Linked DNA regions of Macaca mulatta: region 2 is linked to region 1. Evidence: chromatin contacts called from public Hi-C data. All regions are on one chromosome and are shown on one strand. Each heading gives the region's core, a stretch centred on a gene start, on an enhancer-like site or on the middle of the called end of the contact. The rest is flanking DNA. Distances are from core to core; before and after follow the strand shown. Region 1 holds the start of CXHXorf58 (chromosome X CXorf58 homolog). Region 2 holds the start of EIF2S3 (eukaryotic translation initiation factor 2 subunit gamma).

The links. A called contact is a pair of places that touch in the nucleus more often than the background predicts.
Region 2: a contact with region 1 is called in a Hi-C map of liver, with 6 times the contacts expected there. The contact joins the promoter of EIF2S3 here to the promoter of CXHXorf58 in region 1. A contact is called at or near these places in 2 of 14 Hi-C or Micro-C datasets (fetal cortex germinal zone and liver).

The regions. Positions count from the first base shown.
Region 1 is chrX:23,699,243-23,704,667 of T2T-MMU8v2.0, forward strand. CXHXorf58 (chromosome X CXorf58 homolog) reads left to right here and starts at 3,876. Exons shown (of 9, transcript XM_077988325.1): 1 at 3,876-4,427. APOO (apolipoprotein O) reads right to left here and starts at 4,037. Exons shown (of 9, transcript NM_001257632.1): 1 at 3,793-4,037. The coding sequence starts at 3,801.
Region 2 is chrX:23,856,588-23,862,606 of T2T-MMU8v2.0, forward strand. EIF2S3 (eukaryotic translation initiation factor 2 subunit gamma) reads left to right here and starts at 1,346. Exons shown (of 12, transcript XM_001089902.5): 1 at 1,346-1,427; 2 at 2,000-2,063; 3 at 4,338-4,465; 4 at 4,550-4,671. The coding sequence starts at 1,359.

The sequences.
Region 1 (5,425 bases), core at 2,626-5,125:
GTGGTGGCGGACGCCTATAGTCCCAGCTACTCGGGAAGCTGAGGCAGGAGAATGGCGTGAACCCGGGATGTGGAGGTTGCAGTGAGCCAAGATCGCACCACTGCACTCCAGCCTAGGCAACAGAGTGAGACTCCGTCTCAAAAAGAAAAAAAAAGAACAATCCCACAAGTTTCCAAAATGTACCATTCTGTATAGTCGTACCATTCTATAGAGAACCACTGGTCTACAATCCCTCGCACCTTTCTTTTCCTTCCATCTGTCGGGTGGGAATCTCTCTTCCTTGCAAAGCTGAGGTATTCTCTCTAGAATCTTGACTGAACATATCCTTCTAGTTACCAAATTCTCTCTCCTTTCCTTGACAGTCAAGCTTATCAACCACCATAGTGTCCATTTACTCAGCCCTCAGTCACCAACCCAGGTTAATCTACCCTTCACTTCAATCAATAAACCTAAAGTTTAAGGATCATGAAAGCTTTCCAAAGTGCCCAAACGAACACACCTCATGATATCTAACTAACTCATATCTCATCTAGCTTATATCTCCGTCATGGACATTGTTGGTTGCATATCCAATCTCTATTCTCCCTCTTCCTTCCTAAAAGAACTCCATTGTGTTCATGAATGCATTCCTCTCCCCTGTGATTAAGTGATACCACCCTGGGTTGATCCTGTTTAGTCTAAGCCAATAAGATCATGTCATTCCTCTGACAACTGTTATAGGGTCAGACAACTGACCTAAGTTGGTCCAATCAGACTGAAGGACCAATTGTGGGAGTTTTTTCTCTCTCCTCCTCTTGCTCTAGAGAATGAGAAAGTGTGTATGCTACTGATAGTCATTTTGCAACCCTAAAGGAAACCAACCTGACTGTGGAAAGCCAAGAAGAGATGGGTCCTTGATGACACTGTTGACCAACCGAATCAGAACCTGGAATCCATTCTTCCTCTGGACTTTGTGAGAGAATTTTCCTTACTATTTAAGCAATTGGGTTTTCCCAGCTGAAAGTATCCTAATATAGCCATTTTTCCTTGAAACTTTTCTCTCTCGATTTTCTAAACATCACTCTTTTCTGCTCCTACTGCTACTTCTCAAGTCTGGCCTCCCCCTTTCCTCTGCCTACTCCTTATATTTTGGTGTCCTCCAAGGTTTGTTGTGATCTTTCTACTTTTCTACCCAAAGTGCATGTTCACCTGAAATAATCTCAGTTCAGTCAGGCGCGGTGGGTCACACCTGTAATCCCAACACTTTGGGAGGCTGAGGCGGGCGAATCACGAGATCAGGAGTTTGGAGATCGAGACCAGCCTGGCCAACATGGTGAAACCCCATCTTTACTAAAAATGCAAAAAAATTAGCTGGGTGTGGTGGCAGGCGCCTGTAATCCTAGCTACTGGGGAGGCTGAGACAGGAGAATCACTTGAACCCGGGAGGCGGAGGTTGCAGTGAGCCGAGATCGCACCACTGCACTCCAGCCCGGGCAACAGGGCCAGACTCTGTCTGAAAAAAATAATGATAACAATAATAATCATCTCAGCTCACTGTATCTTTCCCTTGACACATCAAAACTGAGTTTCCAGCACTTCCCCCAATGGAATACCACTGATGTTCCCCCGCTCATTTACCTGAAGAACTCCTACCTGTCTCAAAACTAAATTTAAGTGTCCCGTCTGTGAAGCCTTCTCTGAAGTCCCCAGGGGTTCTTTACCTTTTGTTGTGCCATGGACCTCTTTGGCCGTCGGTGAGACCTATAGACCCCTTCTCAAAATGATGCCTCTAATTGCATACAAAAAAGTGCCAACTATATTGAAATAATCTTATTTTTTAAACACAAATATCTGATATAAACAGTATGTGCTTCTTTACTAGCCCACTAAACAAAAAGATCTAGCAGTGAGTCTTATTAACTATCATAGTTCTGAAGTAGTAATGAGCATAAATGATATTTTGAGATCTGCAACAACTGTAATGTGATATGAAAATGTCTGTGACTTGTGCTGATACTGTGACTTCCACTGGTAACAGGTACTGCTAATACTACTGTGGTTTGTTAAGGTAGGAGCTTGTAAAATGAATGGCCCCAGTGAAGTGCACCAACTCATGTCTATGACCTTGTGTAGTTCCCCACTGTATCAACTCTGGACTTGGCTGCGTGACTTGTTTTGACATCAGCAAACATGATGCTGTGTTTGTGCCTTGGGACTTGCCCTCTTGGAAGTCAGTAACCAAGTGAGGAAGTCCAAGCTAGGCACACGGAGGGGCACCAAGCCCCCAGACATGCGAGTGAGGCCAACTTTCAGTCAAGCCACCAGCAGAACTACCCAGCCAACCCATAGATTTTGAGAAACAATTCTTGTTTTAAGGCACTGGTTTGCAGTGATTTGTTACCCAACAATAGATAATTGAAACATTACCCATAACTAAAGGAAGTGCTCAATTCCAATTGGAGATTGCTAAAAATAGTTATATTTTTTCACCATCAGAGTTCAGGGACCCCCTGAAATTTATGTGCAGGTCCTTTGAGGAGCTGAGGGCCCCAGGTTAGGAACCCCTGGTTAAGCCAAGTGGATCCTGCTCTCCTTTTCACTACCTTACTACAGTGTTGGTACACATATAGTTAAACTGGCCACAGCATATCTTTCCTTGTCGTAACCCTGAAATGGAGCTGAGCTCCTAGCACATAACAGGTGTTTAATACACAAATTTATCAAATGAATGTTGATTATAGGATCTGTCTTCCTGACTAAACTGTGAGCTGCCTGAAAACAGAGTAAGAGCAAATACTAGGCCTTTTCCAAGTGCTTTACACATACCAACTTACTTACTCCTTATAACAACCCTATGAGGTAGATGTTTTTACACCAATTTCACCAAAAAAGAAGATAGGCACAGAGAAGGTAAGTGACTTGCCCAAGGTCACACAGCTAGAAAGTGGCAATGCCAGGACTAGAAGGCAGAATGCATGTTCTGATTTTACAGCCTTTATTAACGTACCCAAAGCACATTGCAGAGCTCAACAAAACTTTTAAATGAATACTACAATTCTGAGATTTCATTAGCACTATTTTATGGGTACTATGCTTCTTGAAGACTCAATTTTGTAGATTAATTTCTGGTAGCCTGTGATTTTTTATGACAAAATACATATAATTTACTTTTTAAAAAGTAGAATAATGGCTTTATACTACAGTGCAGATTTTCGAAATTAAGTCTTCATTGTAAAAGTCTATTTTTTTCCCAAAGGACACGAGTTCACAAAACGCAGGGAAGGGGGTCCACTGGTCCGTATTAAATAATGTTCCCTGGGGAGTGGAGCAAAGCTCCAGCTTTCGTCGTCACCCAGCCATCCCACCCCAGCCTCCCCCATACCCTGCACAGCTTCTCCTAAAATGACCCTCCCCCATCCACACATCAGGTTCTGAAACCTGACCCTGCCAGGCAACTAAAGCCGCGAACCCCGCAGTGCCCTGAGCTGGCCTCCCCCTACCCACGATCCCAAGAGGGCACCAGCCGAAGGGATGGGTACTTTGGGGGAAGGCACTTTACATTTTCAAAGTGTTTAATTCACGAAAGCACAACCCAAAGGGCCGCCCCCCACCCACCCGGGGGTCTCTCGCCTCCGCCCGGCAGCCGCTCATCCACAGTAGACCAGTGAATGAACCGCGGGGCCGGGACGCAGCCGGCCCAGTGGCGGGAAAAGCCTCGGGCCTGGCCTGCGGAGAGGCCCCAAGAGAGCGCGGGGAGGGCTCGGGCAGCCGGGAGGGGGCGGTGACAGCTGTGACCCGGCTCCACGCTCTCACCTTGAACATGTCGCTAGCAGCGGTGGCTCCGGCAGGGTCACCCCGGCCTCGGCCACGCCCACTACAGAGAGGTGACTACGGAGGCCCGGTAGGGCCTTGATTTCTCCAACCGCAAGCGGGCCGCGGTGCGGGTAACGGCCGTACTGCAAACTCGGTGCGGCGAAGGCTTAGTTCAATCACCCCGTTCTAGAAGCCGCGTCGCTGAGCTGCAGCGCGTCGCGCCCGGGCGGCGGATGAACGCAAACCCCGCCCTCCAAGAGGCTCCGCCCCTGCGTCGGCGGTTGCTAGGCGGCAAGAAAGCGCCGGCTCTGTGTGGGTGGTACGCGGAGGCGCGAGGAGGGAGGTGCCTGGCGTCGCGCGGCGCTGGGAAACTGTCTTTGCCGCGGCGACCGGGCGCCCAGCGGCGTGGACTGGGATTTCTGTGAGCAGAGGCTGCCGGGAGGGGGCGCTTGGAGGGTCTCGGGCGACTTCGAAAGCCTCGCAGCCGGAAGCCGCCGGTTGGCGGCCTGGATTTATCTTACGAAAGGTTTTAACCGTGGACTGGAGGTTTCTCAGGTTTTAAATTTAAACTAATATGCTGTGTCCTTTAATCGGAAAAGGCTCTGACCTTATTTTTTCCCTTTAAGAAACAAGCGGTAAGCCTCCTCTCTGGGAATCAAATGTTTGTCCCTTAATACTTGTAGAAGTAAATGATAATGGCAATAATTATCTTATTAACAAGAGTAACAAGCACTGATACAGCACTTTGATATGCGCAGTCATGATCTAAGTTCTTTATTCACATTTATCTAATCTTTCCAACGACGGAAGTAGGTGGGCATGGTTATTATTCCCAATACATACATGAAGAAACTGAGGCACATAGAAGTAATTTGTACGAGACCACACAGAAAGTGGGAAGCTAGGATCCAAACCCATTAGTCTGCCTTTGAAACCTGTGTTCTAGCCAAAACAATTGTTTCACTGTCTCATAATGAGGATGTATTTCCTATTTCATTCTGTATTTCTGCCCTAATCCTATAAAAAGTGTAAGCCCTATCCGGGCGGGCATCTGGAAAAATTTGGAATTTGTGCAGTGATGTGCCACTGCCCTCCAGCCAAAGACCACTAGGGGCACACCTGTAGTTGAAGAAAATGGGTTTCTCATTGCTCCAAGGAGAACGCACATGTAGGAACACAGTGGCATATTTCAGTAAAAGAGTTAGATTTATTATAGGATTTGGGCTTTGGTTCGGTGATTTTGGGGTACGTTCAAGGAAGCAGGAGCTTTGCTCTGGATCGGGTGTTGTTAGGAAGCAGTGGTAACACCAAGGCCCAGCTGTGACTGCCAGCCAACTCCCAGATGTTAAGGGCTGCTTTTCTCTTTCTTAAGAGGATTGTATATTCCAAGGCATCCCCAAGGAGAAATATTGAATAGACTCAGAAGGCTCTCTGCATCAGCAGTGTAACATCACACATACGTAAAAGTGTGAAACATATTGATAAATTAGGGCAGAAGGTCTTAATTCATGGGGTGTGCGAACTTGTATGGGGGAAAAAATGACAACTTCATTTTCACTAACCTCTAACTGAACTTTGTTTCTTTCAATTATAGTGTAGACAACAAGCCACAGTAGTATTAGCATTGATGACT
Region 2 (6,019 bases), core at 96-2,595, 150 kb after region 1:
GCGCCATCTCAGCACACTCACTGCAAGCTCCGTCTCCTGGGTTCACGCCATTCTCCTGCCTCAGCCTCCCGAGTAGATGCGACTGCGGGCACCCACCACCACGCCTGGCGAATTTTTGTGTGTGTTTTTTTTTTTTTTTTTGTATTTTTAGTAGAGACGGGGTTTCATATTGGCCAGGCTGGTCTCGAACTCCTGACCTCGTGATCCGGCCGCCTCGGCCTCCCAAAGTAGTGGGATTACAGGCGTGAGCCACCGTGCCCGGCCTCATTAATAATATTTATTTCCTAAAAGCTAACTTGATGACTACTTACAAGTATTGTAAAGTGAGCTTGGCTTCTCAGTATTCGTCATTGTGGCTTTCATATTATCTTTTCACTTCTCTTTACTATAATTTTGCATAATAGTTGTCTCACACGTTTTTATGTAAATAAATTTATTGCAAACAACAAAAAAGGAAATAGCTGTTTATGACAAAATTTGTATAGAAATGCACAGAGAAAAAAAATCACTCAACTGCTTTTCAACACGACGAAAAGTGGGTTAAGGTGTCAAGGATTTTTAAATTTTAAAATACCGATTTATCGGTAATCGAGGTTTTTTTGGACCTACTTCTTTAAGAAAAAAAACCAAAACAAAACAGCGCACTTTAGATGCTCTCACGACACCTAGCTAAATTCACTGGGAACGCAGTCTAACGTCACCAAGGCCCACCTCCCGGGCCCTAGAAATCACTCTCTGGGAACAAGCTAGGGACTTTGATTTTGCTAGCCCTGCCCCTCTGAGCCCTTCACCAAACCTCCGCGAGGGGGCGCCCGCCCCGCCACCCGCCGGGGCTCAGCACGCGGCCTTTTCCCAGCCAAGAGCCCCGTCATAGGTGGGCGCGGACCCCGAGCCGATCTCGCCTTATTAAATTACAGAAATCGGTATTCAAAAAAAAGGGCGGGGTGGACACTCCCTCTTTTCTGTTCTCACACCCTAGCTGATTCCCAGGTTTCGGGAAACTCCACAGGAAACGGAAATGGTCTCTCCCTGGCCAGCGCGCGCGCCGGGTTGCATCACCCGCCTCGCACGGGCCGGGCGGGGCGGGGGTTTGGTGGCTGCCCTCAGTATTGCCTGCACAAATATCTACCAGGTCTGCGACGAATTGCTCCAGCAACTTTGCACCGTGTTTTCCAGTAAGCCTACCGACAGGCACTGTGCAGATTCAAGCGGAGAGAAGTCCAAGTAGTGAGGCCGCTGCTGAACTGGCCATCCTGAGCCCCTACTCGGCCTTCCCGCCTCCGCTTCCCCGCCCCGCACTAGGACCCCTGCAGACGATCAGGCGGCAGCCGGGGTGACTTCCTTCCTCTTCTGGCAACATGGCGGGCGGAGAAGCTGGAGTGACTCTGGGGCAGCCGCATCTTTCGCGTCAGGATCTCACCACGTTGGTGAGGTTTTGCTTGGGGAGGATGTAGAGTGAGCTCGGGAGTGGAGATGACCGAGCCTCCCGGTGGCATTGGTACTAGTCAGTGTCGGGAGCATGGGTCAGGAGCCTGGGTCAGGAGGGAGACCTGGAGCTGGGCGCCTTAAGCCATGCTCACGCCGCCTGTACCCAGGCCAGTCCACGATCTGGGCGCAGAGGTGTACGGTCGTGGGATTTCGAGCTTCTGGAGGATTCGGCTGGAAGTCTTGATGTTGATTGTCATGGTTTCAGCCTCTTAACGTCTGGGAAGGGAGTGTCTTGTCTGTATTACTTTTAGTGCTAATGTTCCCAAGATTGGGGGAGCCTCTGATCCCCAGATATCCCATAGTTTAGTGGAGGTGTAGTCTGTTGTGTAATGATGAAGGGCTCTTACAGCTTCCCAGCCATAGGAGTACAGAGTTACCGATAGAGGAAAGGCGCTTTAGAAGTAGTAGAAAGCTGTGCAGATGGTGGCGAGATATAGATGGCAAACGTAAAGTCAAAGGAAAAGTTCTGCTTTGTTTTATGTGCGATGTTTTAAAATATATTTCATTGCAGGATGTTACCAAGTTGACGCCACTTTCACACGAAGTTATCAGCAGGCAAGCCACAATTAATATAGGTAAGAGTAACTTAAGAAACCTGATCTTCTTGATCTCCAACAATTAATTTTAACCTCACTTTTTGTGTGATTACCTGGATAATATGAGGATTCACATATTCAAGAAATAGATATTGAGTCCTTGTGAATAAAGCACCTGCTAGATTTGCGGGGGAAGGGAGCACAAAGAATGCTGCCCATGTCTAGCTTACAGACTTGGCAAGAAGAAAAAATGGAGACATAAGAAAAGTTTAGGGCCGGGCGCGGTGGCTCAAGCCTGTAATCCCAGCACTTTGGGAGGCCGAGACGGGTGGATCACAAGGTCAGGAGATCGAGACCATCCTGGCTAACACAGTGAAACCCCGTCTCTACTAAAAAATACAAAAAACTAGCCGGGCGAGCTGGCGGGCGCCTGTGGTCCCAGCTACTCGGGAGGCTGAGGCAGGAGAATGGCGTGAACCCAGGAGGCGGAGCTTGCAGTGAGCTGAGATCAGGCCACTGCACTCCAGCCTGGGCGACAGAGCGAGACTCCGTCTCAAAAAAAAAAAAAAAAAAAAAAAAAAGTTTAATAGCATAAGGCAGTATGTAGTCATACGTAGCAGAAGTTTAAGGAAGAGGTGAAAATGTGGCTGTACTTGCCACACAGGATTATTTCAAGGGCCGAATTTATGAAAGATTTATTTGATGTACAAGCTGTGATTAAGTAGAGGGTTTTTTTTTTTCTTAATTGGCACCTGGAACTTTAGAGGAGAAGTTACGTTGACCGAGTGTAAATTTTGGACATTTTGAGTTTGTACAAACAGCATAGTTAAAAAGTAAGACTAGTTTTTAACCTAGTTAAAAAGTAAGACCCCACCATGAGGCTATTAAAGTTACAGTATTACAGTCTGAAGCTTTAACTTATTAATGCAAACAAAGCCCAAATAAGCCTACAGGCCTTAAACTACTGCCCCTGCATTAAAAATTTTGGTTGGGGTGACCTCGGAGCATAACTTAATCTCCGAACAACCTATGCTAAGACTATACCAGTTAAAGCGAATTACTATGCATATATTGACCCAATAATTTGATCATTGGAACAAATTACAATTAAACTTAGGTTGTTTCCTTGTTTGTTCACAAATCCCTTTTTGTTGTGTCAGGGCCCATCATACCTGTTTACTTTAATCTGGAAATGCTGGAAGGTTCCTTAATATATAAAGTTCTGGCTGGGTGCAGTGGCTTATGCCTGTAATCCCAGCCCGTTGGGAGGCGGGTGGATTGCTTGAGTCCTGGAGTTGGAGACCAGCCTGGGCAACATGGCCAAACCCCATCTCTACAAAAAATACAAAAAATTAGCTGTGTGTGGTGGTGCATGCCTGCAGTCCCAGCTACTAAGGAGGCCGAGGTGGGAGGATTGCTCGAGCCCAGGTGGTTGAGGTTGCAGTGCGCTGTGATCAGGGCATTGCACTCCAGTCTGTCCCAGAGTATGGTTTTTTTTTTTTTTTTTTTTTTTTGAGACAGCCTCACGCTGTTGCCCAGGCTGGAGTGCAGTGGCGCGATCTCGGCTCACTGCAAGCTCCGCCTCCTGGGTTCACGCCATTCTCCTGCCTCAGCCTCCTGAGTAGCTAGGACTACAGGCGCCCGCCACTGCGCCCGGCTAATTTTTTGTATTTTTAATAGAGACGGGGTTTCACTGTGGTCTCGATCTCCTGACCTTGTGATCCGCCCGCCTCGGCCTCCCAAAGTGCTGGGATTACAGGCTTGAGCCACCGCGCCCGGCCTCAGAGTATGTTTTTTAAGTAAAGCTGTTACATGGAAGTTTCTCTTCAGTCCTATATGAGAACACGTTTCTAGTAGGAAGGCGTATGGAGGAGGAAAACTGGAAATCACTGTTGGTTTTATGTTGATATTTACAGTAAGTTATGGCTTTGGCTTTATTTTATTTATTTTATTTTATTTTGTGATAGAGTCTCACTCTGTTGCCAGGCTGACGTGCAGTGATGCGATCTCGGCTCACTGCAGCCTCCACCTCCTGGGTTCAAACGAGTCTCCTGCCTCAGCCTCCCCAGTAGCTGGGACTACAGGCATGCGCCACCACGCCCAGCTAATTTTTGTATTTTTGGTAGGATGGGGTTTCACCATGTTGGCTGGGATGGTCTCGATCTCTTGACCTTGTGATCCAAAGTGTTGGGATTACTGGCGTGAGCCACCATGTCCAGCCGGCTTTGGGTTTTCTACACTTAACACTATTTGAAAAAATATTTGGTATGTAATTAAATACACATGAATTAATTTTTTGAACTTTGACCATAGGTACAATTGGTCATGTAGCTCATGGGAAATCCACAGTTGTCAAAGCTATTTCTGGAGTTCACACCGTCAGGTTCAAAAATGAACTAGAAAGAAATATTACAATCAAGCTTGGATATGCTAATGCTAAGGTAAGCTGTGTACTGTGGAACAAGAAACTAACTTTAATTGTTGTGCAGATAATAAATCAAAATCTTTTTTTATTGAAATTTTAGATTTATAAACTTGATGACCCAAGTTGCCCTCGGCCAGAATGTTATAGATCTTGTGGGAGCAGTACACCTGATGAGTTTCCTACAGACATTGCAGGGACCAAAGGGAACTTCAAATTAGTCAGGTGACCTCTTTTTTGCTAAGCATACTACACTTTATATTTTATTGTCTTCTGTTTTGTACTTTTTGAAATATTGAGATGTTAAACAATGAATCTAATTGCTAAATGGTTTTGTTGTTTTTCCATTGTTTTATGTTTTTATGGCAAATCTGAAAAGTCAAGCATCTAAACCTGAGTTAAAATACTTACCTGCAGTTTCTCCAAACTAAAAGTATCACTTAAACAAAATAGAAAAACAACTCATTGGATTGAAGGGATTCTTTTTCTAGGCTTCCTGAATTTCTTTTAAACAGTGCTGTTTTTGTATATTAAATAGAGATGAACAGAGCCATTTCTAATTCTCTAAAACACTTGAACTTGTTCGCCATCTATTTTCTGAATATGATTGCATACCTGGTTTTTTATCAGGATACTGACATCTGTCTAGTGATGTTTATGGGGATTGGAGATGCCCTACAAGGAATGTTTAGATTGGGGCAGGGCTGGGACCAGGGAGAGACAAGTGAGGCCTTCACCTCAAGCCCAAAATTTAAGTGGGCCTGGGGGTGGAGGTATGCCAGAAAACTCAGTAATTAGGATAAATATTTTAATGCAGTTTTTTTGGAATTAATGCAAAAAATATGATAAACAATATCAGAATTTTAAATAAAGGCAGACTCAATATTACTGAATTTGTTTCCTCTCTTGCTTCAGTATCACTTTGTGGCTCAGCATGGCTTTGTATTTTGTTTATGATTGATTTTTTGCATTAATTTTGACTTTTTAAAAATATTGAATGCATATATTTTTCTTTCTTATTCTTTTCTTCTTTTTTTTTTTGAGACAGTCTCTCTCTGTTGCCCGGGTTGGAGTGCAGTGGTGCGATCTCGGCTCACTGCAGCCTCCACTTTCTGGGTTCAAGCAATTCTCATGCCTCAGCCTCCTGAGTAGCTGGGATTACAGGCATGAGCCACCACGTCCAGCTAGTTTGTATTTTTATTTATTTATTTATTTTTGAGATGGAGTCTTGCTATGTCGCCAGGCTGGAGTGCAGTGGCGTGGTCTCGGCCCACTGCAACTTCTGACTCCCTGGTTCAAGTTATTTTTCTGCCTTAGCCTCCCGAGTAGCTGGGATTATAGGCACGCGCCACCACGCCCAGCTAATTTTTATATATATATATATATTTTTTTTTTTTTTTTTTTTTTGAGACGGAGTCTCGCTCTGTGGCCCAGGCTGGAGTGCAGTGGCCAGATCTCAGCTCACTGCAAGCTCCGCCTCCCGGGTTCATGCCATTCTCCTGCCTCAGCCTCCCAAGTAGCTGGGACTACAGGCGCCCGCCACCTCGCCCGGCTAGTTTTTTATACTTTTTAG